2 separate regions of the Mus musculus genome follow, and region 2 is linked to region 1. Evidence: chromatin contacts called from public promoter capture Hi-C data. All regions are on one chromosome and are shown on one strand. Each heading gives the region's core, a stretch centred on a gene start, on an enhancer-like site or on the middle of the called end of the contact. The rest is flanking DNA. Distances are from core to core; before and after follow the strand shown.

Region 1 (4,447 bases), core at 1,027-3,526:
GCTCGGGCAGCAAAACTTTCACCTTTAGCCCCTCCTCCATCTCATCAGCCTCCCGTGGTGCACAATGTCTGAGGGAGCTGCCCAAACTCGCTGTCTCCAATTCTTCACTTCCCGAGTCAGAGCCTCACCTCAGTAAGGCTTTCGCCACACCCTCAAGCTCCACAGCCATCCTTCCTGTGCTCACTGATCATCGCACCCCACAACCTCCCCATTGAAAAGTGTCTCTTTGGGCTGGTGAGATGGCTCAGTGGGTAAGGGCACCCGACTGCTCTTCCGAAGGTCTGAAGTTCAAATCCCAGCAACCACATGGTGGCTCACAACCACCCGTAATGAGATCTGGTGCCCTCTTCTGGTGTATCTGAAGACAACTACAGTGTACTTACATATAGTAAATAAATAAATCTTTAAAAAAAAAAGGGGCTGGTGAGATGGCTCAGTGGGTAAGAGCACCCGACTGTTCTTCCAAAGGTCCAGAGTTCAAATCCCAGCAACCACATGGTGGCTCACAACCATCTGTAACGAAATCTGACGCCCTCTTCTGGTGTGTCTGAAGACAGCTACAGTGTACTTACATGTAATAAATAAATAAATCTTTAAAAAAAAAAAAAAAAAAAAAAAGAAAAGTGTCTCTTTGTGCTGCCTGGCTGTCCTGGAACTCACTCTGCAGACAAGGCTGGCCTGGAACTCACTCTGCAGACAAGGCTGGCCTGGAACTGAGAGATTCCCCCCCCCCCCCCCAAGTCTCTGCCCTGAGTGCTGGAATCAAAGGCTTGCACCACCCCCAGCTTCACTAAGGATCTTTACAATGCTGAACCCTTCCCCTGGACAGCCAGCATACCTGGCTCCTCCCTCCTGCCTCCCACTCTGGGGGAGGGGATGCTTTTCTGGGTTCTCTTCCCCCCAAGTCACTCACTCACCATCTCTTCTCTGGTGGCAATCACTGCCCTGGTCAACGCCGTCATCTCTGCTTTCATTGCATTTTTGACTGTATTTTGTATGCTTGTTTTGAAGTCAATCTTACTGCACAGTATGTAACTCAGGCTGGCCTGAGACTCACTATGTTGACATCTAGTTCAGGACAATTCCCCTGCAGTAGCCTCCCAAGTGCTAGGATTACAGGTGTGAACCACCACGCCCAGACTCTGAATTCTGACTGATCTATCAGGACTACCATAGTTCATCTTCTCTCTTGATTAACATATACAGCGTATCAAGAAATCCTTTAGGTTCTATCTTTAAAATATATCAGGATCCAGGCATGGTGGCGCACGCCTGTAATCCAGTGCTCAGGAGGTGAAAGCAGGCAGATCTCTGTAAGTTTGAGGACAGCCAAATCTACACAGTGACTTCCAGACACAGCTAGGACTATGTTGAAAGACTCTGTCTCAGGAAAAAAAAAAAAAAAAAAGAACAAAAATCACCTGGAAAGCAGAGGTAGATGAATCTCTATGTTCGAACCACCTGATATAAGGTTATATTTGGTCTCCAAATAAATAAAATAAAAATATGTCCAGCCGGGTGGTGGTGGCGCACGCCTTTAATCCCAGCACTTGGGGAGGCAGAGGTGGGTGAATTCCTGAGTTCAGCCTGATCTACAAAAGTGAGTTCCAGGACAGCCTGGGCTATACAGAGAAACCCTGTCTCGGAAAAAAAAAAAAAAAATGTCCATAATCCAGCTGGGTCTGGTGGTTCATGCCAGATATATCAACACTTGGGAAGCTGAAGCAGAGGACTGTGTCGAATTCAAAGCCAGCCTTAGCTATATAGTGAATTCCCGGGCAGCCTGGGTTTCAGAGTGAGGCCTTGCCTCAAACAACACTAAACTTCATGCTCTCTAGAGTCTATCCCCACTTCTGCCACCTCTGCTACTATCACACCTAGCCCAAGCCCGCGTCTGCTCCCAGCCTTCCAGGCCATTCTCTGGGTTGCTTTTTCCTTCCTACTTCCACGACTACACAAGCTACACACCTCTGGCATTCCCTTCCAGAAAGAGAGCGCTCAGAGGACAGGGGCCACACGGACTGAACTCTCTGACCACTGTCCCCATTGCTCCGCGAGGTAGGAAGTTCTGAAGACTTCGCCCCACCAACCCAGCAGCTGGGCTAGCCTGTGCTCCAAGAGCCCTGCTCGCACCACGACCTCCCTCCTTCCGTGGCCCGTGCTCACTTGTCCTCGTTGTCTGACATGATGCCTTCTCCGCCCGGGGCGCAGAGCAGAGAACGCGCGCCTTTGCCCCTCGCCGCACCACGCGTAGTTTGCGCTTGCGCCGTGACCCAGGCGCAGTTACTTCCGGGAAGCAGCGGCCGACCAGACGCTAATGCGCGTGCGTGGAGGCGTGTCGCTAGTTACCATGGTAACAAGGAGCGATTAGTGAGGACGCTGACACTCTAGCTCCTTGGAGTTTCTCCGTGCGGAGGGCTCTGTCACGCCCAGGTCATCGCCTAAGGTGAGCGCTCCTCCCCGGACCGTCACGATAGGGACTGTGGTCACTGCGCTGTCCGGAGCCGAGGGGTCGGGCACCAGCTTCTCAGACTCCCAGGTTGCTCGTGATGAGAGGTCCGGATTGCGAAGCGTAACTAGGGCGAGTCATTGCTTCTCTCCCTCCTAGGGCCCTCCCATGGCTTCCCAGGAAAGGGTGGACTCGGTGACCAAAGGAACCGGGTTCCGCCGCTGCCGTAAGCAAGCAGGTTACACGCCGGGGACTTGTGAGCTGCTCAGAGGTCAGTGCATTAGGGGATCAACGACCCGAGCGGTGCGGTTTTTCCTTAAGAGCTTGGGATTCTGAAAGGTTCGGGGAAGAATCAAAGACCAGAGATGGAGAATTTTGGAATGGTTAGTTCATCTTTTACATGCACTTTCAATGAAGCCTATCTCCTCACTGCAGTGGGACCTTCACAGTACCAAATTCAATTCCCTTCACCAGGCTTAGACATTATACAGTCTTAGAGGTGTTTAGTGTCACCTTCTAAATGGTGAACACCACCAGGCAAAGAAACGTGCCTGTTTCTGCTCACAACTGTAGCTCCAGCCTCTGCTACATGAATGAGCATGTATGCACTTAATTATTCAACGACAAAAACCTAATGTGTGATTTGGATATTGTCCTAGGTACTAGGAATAGAGTGTTGAGAGGATTGCAAAGGACAACTCTTGCTCTCAGAAAACTGATAACACAGGAGGGTAACAAGAAAAATGAACAGGAGAAAATTATAGAGCTGAAGGTGTTGCTCAGTGACAGAGTATATTCTAGGCAGATGTGGAGTCTGGGTTTCAGCCCCAGCACACCATACACAAAAAAGTCTGTGTGTGTTACAGTTGGAGAGCTGGCTCAGTGGTTAGGAACATGTACTGCCCTTTGAAAGCTCATTCCCCAGCACCCATGTTAGCCAGTCACCAAAAAAGTGTGTGTGTCTTAGGCATATGTAATGGGAGGATTGCCTGAGCCCAAGAAAAGCTAGCCTAGATAATATAGTAAGAACCTATCCTTGAAATAAAATAAGGACTGGAAAGATGGCTCAGAGATTAAGAGCACTGGCTATTCTCAAGGACCCAAGTTCAATCCCCCACAACCATATCAGGTGGGTCAAAGCAATGTGTAACTCTAGCTTCCTATGAGTCAGTGCCTTTCCCTGCCCTCCACAGGCAGCCATACACGCATAGCTACACACTCACGCACGCGCGCGCGCACACACACACACACACACACACACACACACGACCTTTTATTTTTTAAGATTTGTTTGTTTATTTATTATGGATAGTGTTCGGCCTGCATGTATGCCTGCAGGCCAGAAGAGGGCACCAGATCCCATTACAGATGGTTGTGAGCTTCCACGTGGTTGTTGGGAATTGAACTCAGGACCTCTGGAAGAGCATCATATATGCTCTTGATATGTGAGTCATCTCTCCAGCCCACATACAATCTTAAAGGGAGAAAAGCTGCATATAGTGGCTCATGTCTTTGATTCTAGCACTCTGAAGAAAGAGGTGGGTGAGTCTTTGTGAGTTAGAGGCTTGCCCAATGTACATACCAAATTTCAGGACAGCCAGGCTACAAAGTGAGACCGTTTCTATAAATAAACAAATAAATAAAAAGAGAAATAAAAAAAGATAAATTAATGAATAAATACAAGAAAAGGAAAAGAACCTTAAGTGACAGGCACTCTAAAGAAGATGGAGTAGGCAGAGGAGTGGAGGAGCTCAGTGCAGAATGGAGGGGGGGGGCGGGCAAGGGCGGGACCTGGTGGGATGAGGTGTGTCTGCTGAAGCTCCAGACGTCAGCCCCGGCTTTATTTTGCAGTTATGATGAAGGAGTCTAAACTGACAAACTTCCAGCAACGCCACATCATGGACACCATGAAAAGTAAGGGCAGTCACTCTGACGCTAGAGACTTTCTGGGCGAAGGAACCAGGGATACTTTTTTTTTTTTTTTTTTTTTTTTCTTGA
Region 2 (4,022 bases), core at 1,191-3,690, 530 kb before region 1:
CCAGAGTCTGGCCTGCACTTTCTGTGGAGGGAGTCTTGAATTTGAGGCAATAATCACTACTATGTTCAATAATAAATGTTCTCTTTCCTTTTTGGAAACTTCACTAAACAGGAATTGGTGACTCCTGCCCTTAATCCTAGCACCTGGAAAGCAGAGGTAGGCAGGTCTGAGTTCTCAGCCAGCTCTAGTCTACAAATTAAGTTCCAGGATAGCCAAGGCTACACAAAGAAACAGTCTTGAAAAAAAAAAAAAAATAAAACAAACAAAAAACATACCACACACACAAGGAAAAGAAGAGAAAGCTTTTTGAGGTCAGACTGGTCTATGAAATGAGGTTGAAACAGATGCTGGCTGAAGCCAGAGGAAATTTGGCAGGCAGTGTTCCTGGCTTTCTAAAACAACCTAGGTGTGAAATACTACCACAAACACAGCAATAACACTTTCAGTTCGAGTTCTTTTAATATTTAAATACAAAAAGTGAGCGCTGACTTCTTTTTTATACATAAGCAGGTCTAAGAGCCAAACTCTGCAGAGGAAATGAGTGCCTGCTCTGCCCAGTCCCCCTCTGGCTAAAGCTACAGCCAGCCTCCCTTCTCTCTGGGATTCCTGGTGACTTCTGTACTCAGGTATAATGAATTTTGTCAGTGCCACGGTGCTTACATGTCCTAGACATTTCCATTAAAAAAAAGTCCTTATGGTCAGGGGTACTTACTTCTTTCCCACAATGGGCATGTAAGAACTTCCTTAGGAGCAGTTTATTAGAGAGTAGGCTAACCTTCCACATGGCTGTACTCCAGCATTGGAGTGAGAACAGGAAGAAGTAAGTGAGGGACTTCATTATGTAGGGCACAGGTGTACCTGGGGTCTCTCCATGAGAAACAGAGAAAGTTCCCACTATGTTCAAATAGATCCATGTGCCAAGGTTAAAAAAAAGAATAAAAAGTTCCAACAATCAGCAGTTCAAACACAAATGAATTTCAAAGTTCTCCCACAAGGACAAATACCGAAGGAAGAATCTACATCTTTCCAGGAAGTGGAGGTAGAGCCCCTGGCATTCCTCCTGACAGCCCTGTGTTAGGCCCTAAAAGTATCTGGAAAAGAAAAAAAAAAAAAAAAAGACTGTTAAGATACTGCATAGTTCCAGTCGTCGGTCCCTTCTGTCACACATGAGGGGCAGGCAAATTCTACACTGCCAAGTACCTGAAAGTACAGGGACCTGCTCCCACTTGGGGTTAAGTGCCAATCTCCTGGGGCTCTGCGGTTGGCCCACCGCCAAGAAGAACATGTGCTCACCTGCCGTTGCTGCAGTTGCTGCTGTTGCTCCATCTGCAACTTTTCTGTCTCAAAGACAACGGGAAGAACCAGGATCATGAAGGAAGTGGTCCCAATCCACAAAGCTGCCCTGGAAAATCTGCAGAGGGAAAGAGTGGATGAGGCGTCATGAAAAGGAAAGCCGGCACTCCGGCTAGGACCGAACCTGGAACAGGACGTGCAGTACCGCCCTCGATCTTCTAAAAGCGTACCCTACCAATTCCTTGCCCCCAGAGTCCTGGCAGAGGCAAGAGGAGCAGTAATTACCTAGCGATACAGTGCATTCTTATAAGCCTCGTATATACGTAACCTTAGTCTCATAACGACCCCGCCAGGTTAAGAACTCCCTTCTGGGGCTGGTGAGATGGCTCAGTGGGTTAGAGCACCCGACTGCTCTTCCGAAGGTGCAGAGTTCAAATCCCAGCAACCACATGGTGGCTCACAACCATCCGTAACAAGATCTGACCCCCTCTTCTGGAGTGTCTGAAGACAGCTACAATGTACTTACATATAATAAATAAATAAATAAATCTTTAAAAAAAAAAAAAGAACTCCCTTCTGCAGAAGACCAACCACACTCGGGGTATGACAATGAATCCAAGGTCACTCAAACTCTGCTCTGCGACTCCCGAGGCCCGCTGTCCTTTGACAGCACCCGTCACCCGTCCATGCCCGCTCCCGGTGGCTCTCCGTCGGCCCTTTTACCTGTACATCTTCTGAGCCACGAAGAGCGAGAGGTCAAAGGTGGCTCCGGCGGCTGACCGGACCCTCTCGGGAAACATCTCCGTCAGACCCCAGAGTCTCTCCGACAGGGTCTCGTCTAGCTGTGGTGGAGGAGGCGTGGGTCGTCGGTGAAGCGGCAGCAGCACCGCAACCGCCGAGCCCCGGGCCTGGCCCTTCCGTGCCGCGCGGAGAAGCCGCCCTCTCGGCTCGCGGCGTCCACGCCCCAACCGCCCGCCCTCGCCCCGCTCCCCGCCAGCCCTAGCACCTCGTCGTCGTCGTCTTCTTCCAGCTCCTCCTCGGCTTTCTCTGCCTCGGCTTTCGGGAGTAATTCCTCGGGGGACAGAGGCTCCCCAGCGCCGGCTGCAGCGACGGCGGCGGCCATGGCTGTAGGACACCGGAAGCGGAAGAGAGCAGGCGAAGCGGCCCACCCCTGGACAGAGCGTCTTCCGGAAGCGAGCCGGGCTGGCTAGAGAGAAAGCGTTGGCGTCTCCTCCAGCTCGCCCCCTTGGTGTCGCCAGCCTCTTAATTTCAACTGACTGTAAGAGTATGTTCAGGGAGAGATGCGGGTGCTTCTCAGCTATTCTGTGCCGTTGGGTCTGGGCTTGGCTCCGAAACTGCATATTTTAGAGAGATCTGGTTTTTGTTTATTTAATTTTTTTTTTTTTTTTTTTTTGGTTTTTCGAGACAGGGTTTCTCTGTGTAGCCCTGGCTGTCCTGGAACTCACTCTGTAGACCAGGCTGGCCTTGAACTCAGAAATCCGACTGCCTCTGCCTCCCGAGTGCTGGGATTAAAGGCCTGCGCCACCACGCCCGGCTTAATTTTTGAGACCAGGTTTCTCTGTATAGCCCTGGGCTGTCCTGGAACTCTCTGTAGACTCAGAGATCCACTTGCTACTGCCTCCCGAGTACGGGGATTAAAGGCGTGCACCACCACAAGTGAGCAATATGTGTACTTATGGAGGTCAGAGGACACTTGCAGTTGATCCTCTCTGTAACAGGGCCCCAGACCTTAGCACAACTGACTCCGTGTTTTTTGTTGTGTGTGTGTATGTGCGAGTGTGTGCTTAAAAGCTCACTCTGAGAAAGGCTTGCTAGGCTATACTGAGATCCTAAACACTGGCTAATAAAGATTTTCTATGGCTTAAAGCCCATGTCTACTCGGTCTTCTCTGGTGAATATTCACAACACTTTTCTTCCACCACGTGGGGCCTGGGGATCAAATTCACACTCAGCAGCAAGCATTTTTTTGGGTTTTTTTTTCAAGACAGGGTTTCTCTGTGTAGCCCTGGCTGTCCTTTGTAGACCAGACTGGCCTCAAACTCAGAAATCTGCCTGCCGCTGCCTCCCGAGTGCTAGGATTAAAGGCGTGGGCCACCACACCCTGCAGCAGCAAGCATCTTTAAACCACTTATTCATTTCATTCCCCCCCACCCCTGGGCCCACACACACATTAAAAGCACGGTTTCATGTAGCCCAGGCTAGCCTTGAACTCATTTTGTGGATGACCTTGAGTTTCTGATCCTCCTGCCTCCACCTCGAACTAAGGCCACAGGTGTGTCACCACACAGGAATCAAAACCAGGCCTTTATTCTACCAACTGAGCCACAAACATGATCTATTATTATTACTTTTTTTTTTTTTAAGTTCCAGGCTTGGCTGTCCTGGAACTCTCTATGAAAACATTCAACGCACAGAAATTCACCTGCCTCTCCCTCCAAAGTGCTGGGATTAAACTCATGCAACATCGTGCTCGGCTTATACGTAAGTTTAAGAGAGTCTGCTTAACAGTAAAAGGGTTTTCAACTATTGCAAAATTGCCAAGAGAGCAAACAGTGGAGCGGTACAATGTCACCCTCAGACCACTGGGGGGTGGACAAGACGATCCAGAAAATCCTGAGCCCGGAGCAGAGGACAGACCAGGGCTATGGCAGCGTTCAGCTCATAAGTCCTTCACAGTACAGCCGCTCTACGACCTTCTGACTCCAGCA

Evidence for each region. Capture Hi-C pulls out chosen DNA fragments and counts their contacts.
Region 2: a promoter capture Hi-C map of adipose tissue shows a contact between it and region 1. The contact joins the promoter of Tomm22 here to the promoter of Polr2f in region 1. A contact is called at or near these places in 5 of 39 promoter capture datasets (the C10 cell line, the HPC-7 cell line, embryonic stem cells and 2 more), 1 of 484 Hi-C or Micro-C datasets (bone marrow-derived macrophages), 5 of 115 datasets of contacts at active chromatin or transcription factors (astrocytes, cardiomyocytes, extraembryonic endoderm stem cells and 2 more) and 3 of 9 other capture datasets (adipose tissue, embryonic stem cells and pancreatic islet).

What each region holds. Positions count from the first base shown.
Region 1 is chr15:79,139,154-79,143,600 of GRCm38.p6, reverse strand. It overlaps Polr2f (polymerase (RNA) II (DNA directed) polypeptide F), which reads right to left and starts at 2,276. Exons shown (of 5, transcript NM_027231.2): 1 at 2,167-2,276. The coding sequence starts at 2,186. 1700088E04Rik (RIKEN cDNA 1700088E04 gene) reads left to right here and starts at 2,350. Exons shown (of 7, transcript NM_138581.2): 1 at 2,350-2,446; 2 at 2,609-2,720; 3 at 4,301-4,363. The coding sequence starts at 2,618.
Region 2 is chr15:79,669,286-79,673,307 of GRCm38.p6, reverse strand. Tomm22 (translocase of outer mitochondrial membrane 22) reads right to left here and starts at 2,440. Exons shown (of 4, transcript NM_172609.3): 1 at 2,300-2,440; 2 at 2,017-2,135; 3 at 1,294-1,411; 4 at 446-1,091. The coding sequence starts at 2,416. The coding sequence ends at 1,017.